Regions from separate parts of the Mus musculus genome. Here region 1 is linked to region 2. A link is a contact called in public Hi-C data. All regions are on one chromosome and are shown on one strand. Each heading gives the region's core, a stretch centred on a gene start, on an enhancer-like site or on the middle of the called end of the contact. The rest is flanking DNA. Distances are from core to core; before and after follow the strand shown. Region 1 has its middle 36 kb from the start of Cckar. Region 2 holds the start of Sel1l3 (sel-1 suppressor of lin-12-like 3 (C. elegans)).

Region 1 (2,700 bases), core at 32-2,531, 460 kb before region 2:
GAGGTGTGTGTGTGTGGGGGGGGGGGGGGATCTTGGGTCAGCATCACCACCACCTGGAACGTCTATAAAATGTCACTTCTTAAGCCCAACACAGCCTTCCTGATTCAGATACTGTGGGAGTGAAGCCCAGAAACCCTCAGGTGAGTCTTCAGGTAAGACATATACATATATATATATATACATATATATATATATATATATATATATATATACATACATATATATATGCATATAGATATTGATATATAGATATATATCCAGTATAACTATCATTATAAGGCAGGTGGGTCCAAACATCTGTTCTCTGTGCCTAACCTGTCCATTTCACACTCAAAAGTAGGATCTGTGATGGTTTGTGACACTCCAGTTCTGAAACTGGGTTAGCACAGCACATGGACGACCTTCCCCACTACTGACCACAGGGAGGCAGCAGAGAGTCACATGAGAGTCCACACAGAGCAAGAAGACCCCGCCTGGACTCCATCACCCTGTAAACTGGTGTCACTTCAGAAGCTGTGCTCGAGTCCAGCCCTGTACGGGGATTTGATGACTCTCCTTGGGATCCAGGTTTCCATCCCAACACAGCAGAACTTTGGAATGAGCGTAAACCTAGAGGGCAACTTGCCCTGGCAAGGTGAGGTTGGGTTGCAAGCAGAAATTAGGAATTGTCAGAGGTCTTGGGGAGCCTCCAGCCTCATGAGGCAGTGGTTCTCTCCGATGATAGGATGAAAAGACGCTAGGGTTGGGGGAGGTGGATTAGCTAATAAAGTGTTAACCACACAACCACGAGGACCTGACTCAATCCCACCACTCACACAAAAAGAAAAATGAATAAATGAATACATGAATGAATGAACAAGCAAATATGTAGTCTTGGGCACATGGCTACAATCTTAGTACTGGGGAGGCAGAGACAAGAGGGCTTCCTGGGACTAGCTGGCCAGCCAGAAGGTACTAAGACATCTCTTTCCCTTATTCAAATTAGAAGGACATGCTCCTGGTTCCAGGTGCTGCTCAGGGGCTTGAGGGGGACAGCATCTGGAGCCCCCAGCAAGCCTAATCCTCGGGACAGTGCTCTGCTGCTCCAGGTGAGCCCTGTTTCTTGTCGATCAAACCTCTGAGAAAGCTAGGCTGATTCCAGCCCTAAAAACCCTGGCTCCAGACTGCTAATCAGAAACTGCCCCATCACCTGACCTTCAGCAAGGACAAAGGGCCAGCAGTTTCCAGCCTCCACACCAGGGGAATGGAATGTCCTTAGAGTTGAAGTAAGACAAAGCCCACCAACCCCGGGATTCCTCAGAAACAGCTTGCAGTCACCACGCCCTGGTAATGGTTTCGGAATGCCTAGAGATAAAGTAGACAAAGCCTGCCTTCCACAGAATTCCCCTAATGTGCTATAAACTGGGCCTGCAAGCTCACTTGGGGGGTGAGGATGCCTCTTTATCTTGGTAATGGGAGACCCCAGCATGCTGGACTTCTGCAGATTAAAAACACTCTTTGCATTTACATACTATTTAAGACTGGGGCATCATTCTTCAGTCAATCGCGGAACCTTACTTCCCAACCAAGATCACTGAGGAAAAAGATTTTGACGGGCAGTGGTGGCGATCGCCTTTAATCCCAGCACTTGGGAGGCAGAGGCAGGCAGATTTCTGAGTTCGAGGCCAGCCTGTTCTACAGTTAGTTCCAGGATAGCCAGGGCTACACAGAGAACCCTGACTCGGGGGGAGGGGGAGGGATGGGTAACGAAAAAAAAAAATGATTTCGTTATTTTGTTAAGGTGGAAAAAAATTAATGGAATGTAAGGTTTTAAATATAAGAGAGAGAGAGAGAGAGAGAGAGAGAGAGAGAGAGAGAGAGAGAGAGAGACCTGTTCATTTCTCGATCCTTCTGGTGTTTTGTAATGAGGTGGCATCTTATCGGGGGGGGGGGGGGGGGGCATGCTGAGGATCCCGCCCCCAGTACCAGCCATACGCCTGGTCTAGTATAAAATGAAGTTTATTTGGGGCACGAGAAGGGGGGTGAGAATTGAGTGGAGGCAGAGAAAGCGAGGGGACAGAGCACAGAAAGAGAGAGAGAAAGGGTGGGTGGGAGCCAGGCAGGAACATGGAGGGAGGGCAGAGAGACGGAGTGGAGGAGGAAGAGGAGAGAGAGGAGAGGAAGAAGAGGAAGGCGGAGGGGGAAGAAGAAAAGAGAAGACAGGGAAGGCGAACAGTCCTTTTGCAAGCCAGGCTCACACCTGGCTGATGGTAGGTAACTGCTGGGCGGAGCCTAGAAGAAATGCATGCAGGGCCAAATTCTTTACCTCAGGACTGGGTCCACTCAAAGTTTTCTGTCACCCTCAAATCTTTGACTTATTTAAACTATACTTTTCCCAGTCACTTGTGAAACTAAAGGTTTAAAGAGGCACGGAGAAGTGAGGCTATCAACAAAGGTTAGATGAAGGGCTGTACCTGAGCCAACCCTTATCCAGGCACTGCTCCACTCTTCTCCCTGACACCTCCCACTGGCCTGTCTGGAGCTGAGCAAACACTCAGTTTCTGACCACTCAGGGCCACAATCCTAGACCTTCCTCCCACGGAGTGCCTCCCTGAGCGAGCAAACGCAAGGCTCCTGTTTGTTCCAGTGGACACCTGAAGCAGGGTCCCCAGTTCCCCATCCCCGCCAGTTAGTAAACCCAGGTGGGCTTCAATAAATCAA
Region 2 (2,700 bases), core at 127-2,626:
CTTTGCTGATAGCCCCACTGTAGCCAGGTCCAGAAACTGACTCTGAGCTTTTCCTCGATCCTCCCCGCCCCACCTCCCACCCCCCACCGCGCCTGGCATTACTTGGACCACAGTAGTGACAACTCCTCAGGGAAAGGGTTGTGTTCCTTGGCTTCCAATCTATTAATAGTTCCCATCCACACACATCCACATCAGTGCCAAAGGGACAAACTTTTCAACATGGGTTAACTATCTCAGGACACCAGCCCTTGGCTCACAAGCAGTCTTCTCAGCAGCAGGACAGCCAAGCACTTCCTGGAACTACAGGGCAAGCCCGAGTTGCTTGCCCTGTCCACGAGTCTCATGTCACCTGCCAGTGGCTCCAGAACCCAGGTCTACTAACATCCAGTCTCACCTTGCCTCCCCAAAACCTAGGATGTGTCCTGATTTTCAAAAAAAAAAAAAAGCTGTTTGCGCACTTCAAGGGCCTCACCTCCTTTCATTTGGGGCTTGGGTACGATTGTACTGGCCTAATTAATTCATTTTCTCCTCGTCCAAGTGGAAGCCAGAGCTCAGGGATGCAAATCAAATACAAACCCGCTCTGGGCGCCAATACTCCAGACAATTAAAACAAAGAGCGCGGAGGCAGCAGCGGCCACACCGCACAAAACCCTGGGGAAACATCCAGAACGAGTCGCCAATCAGGCGGCAGGGTGGGGCACAGCCTGGGCTCTAAACCTGCAAGCAGGAAAGCAGCCCCAAGCCCTGCAGGTGACAGGTGGAGGTTAGCAGGGGTCAAAATCCATCCCTAAGGATTAGAAGCCAAGCGGCTGCGTGGCTCAACTCCAAGAAAGCACTCTCGGCCCCCGCCCTGCCGGAATGGCGCCCGGGCCACCACTACCCCTCCACCCCCAAGCCACCAAACAAACCTCACTGTCTAGTGCTGGGGCGCGAAGTGGGAATGAGAGGCAAGCAGCAGGGTGGGCACCCGCTAGAGATGCGGGAGAGAGAGATGGAGAAGGGAGGGAGTTGGGGAGAAAGGACGTGGAGGAAACGGAGAAAGTGGGTAGTAGAAGGGGTGGGGGGGGGGGATCGCGGACTGCAAGGGCGCGGAAGGGGCGGAGGAGGAAGCAAGAGAAAGGGATGGGGGGGGCGACCGAGAGCCCCGCGGACCCGGGGGCGAACAGCGGCCGGGGTGGGGGGCGGGACCACGAGGTCCCCACCTGTGTGGGCGCCTACGGCCAGGAGGGGTGGACGTCGTGGGTTCGGAGGGAACGACCAGGGAGGCGGGCTGGGCAGGGAGGCCGAGGGAGGGAGGGGACGGGACTGCGAGCGGGGAGGAGCCGGCGCTCGGTTGGGGCTGCGGGGGCGGCGGCGGGAGCGGCGGTGGCGGCGGTGGCGGCGGCGGGTCCGGTGGCAGCGGCAGGTGGCCCCGCGCGCGGCGGGCCGCCGGCCGGGGGCGGGAGGGAAGGTGGCGCCTCGGGCGGGGGCCGGTCCCTGCACCAGGTGACCTGTTCCGGCCGGGATCCGGGCGGCCTCGCCATGCAGTGGCGCGGCGCGGGGCTTTGGTGGCCACGGCGGCGACAGCAGCAGCAGCAGCAGCAGCCCCCGCCGCCCGCTTTCGGTCCCCCGGCCGCAGCCATGGTCCCCCCGAGCCGCGGTGTCTCCCCGGGCCTCGGCGGCCGCCCTACCAGCGCATTGCTCTTTCTCTGCTACCTGGTGAGCGCCGGACCCTATTAGGGTCCTTCCTTCTGCGCGGGCCCTGGGGACGGGGTGGGGGTGGCCTGGGACCCCAACCGCAGGAGGTGGGGACGTCGCCGCGAGTTTGTCTCTTTTCCTTGCCACTGCGTCCCGGGCGCTCCCAGCCCTTGGGATGAGTACCCGGGTGCGTGGACCGGACTTGCGGGCTACTCTCGCTGGAGTCATTCCTCTTCCTCATCGCCTTGCTGGAGACCAGGGCTAGGTTCCCCTAGAGTACCCTTCTTGTCCCCAGCGACGTTGGACCCTCCCTACCCTGCATTTGCTTCCCGCCCCTTGGATCGTGGCTCCCCAGCCCTGTCCCCACCTGTCCTAGGCTTTTCATTCACCTTCTTGAAGCTCCTTTGCTCCGTGTGCCCAACTTCTCCTTTTTCCTGCCCCCACCCCCCACCCCGACCCTCCTTTGAGTTTGCATCGGGTTCTTTCCGTCCAGACGGTTCTGTGCCACCGCACATCGCATTTCCAGAGGCTCTTTCTCAACTCCTTGGTCACTCCAGCCAAGTTGCGGGTGCCAGAATGAAATCTACTTCTTTGTACCACGCTTACCGCCAGAGTGGTGACTTTAGTTGCGTCTTGAACGCTGTCGTTTCAGAGCTGCGTTTGGCTTATGCACAGTTTGCAATTTGCACACTTCTTGCCTTCTGTTAGACTTACAAACTAGATGGCAGTCACCTATTTTAAATACCAGAGAAAATGAGACCCTCAGAGTAAGGTGAGGAGCTATTTCCCAGTTCTTTGGCTGACTTGCTCTCTCCCATTTGTTCCTGAGTTCTGAGCAATAGTAAATTTACAGAAGGCTACACCCTTGCTGCCCAGCCTACCTTATGTTCCAGGATCCTGCGGAAAGCTTAGGTTATCTCGCCGAATATTACTGTAAATAAATGAAAAGGAAAATGCTGAATCATGAAACTGATGTAATAGGAAATTCACAGAATGCTTAAAAAACGAGCAATGTCATTGTCC

The links. Hi-C and Micro-C count contacts between places; a contact is called where the count stands out from the background.
Region 1: a contact with region 2 is called in a Hi-C map of Sertoli cells, with 4 times the contacts expected there. The contact joins the enhancer-like site here to the promoter of Sel1l3 in region 2. A contact is called at or near these places in 4 of 39 promoter capture datasets (the 3T3-L1 cell line, embryonic stem cells and stem cell-derived epiblast-like cells), 1 of 484 Hi-C or Micro-C datasets (Sertoli cells) and 2 of 115 datasets of contacts at active chromatin or transcription factors (both in embryonic stem cells).

The regions. Positions count from the first base shown.
Region 1 is chr5:53,670,287-53,672,986 of GRCm38.p6, reverse strand. No RefSeq gene overlaps it. Among named protein-coding and RNA genes, the nearest start is that of Cckar, 36 kb to the left of the region's middle. Within about 2 kb of position 1,281, at least 28 of the 459 cell types and tissues checked have an H3K27ac peak or open chromatin away from gene starts, as enhancers often do. A contact at or near this core is called in Sertoli cells, embryonic stem cells and stem cell-derived epiblast-like cells, where this site is marked.
Region 2 is chr5:53,212,128-53,214,827 of GRCm38.p6, reverse strand. It overlaps Sel1l3 (sel-1 suppressor of lin-12-like 3 (C. elegans)), which reads left to right and starts at 1,376. Exons shown (of 24, transcript NM_172710.3): 1 at 1,376-1,698. The coding sequence starts at 1,522.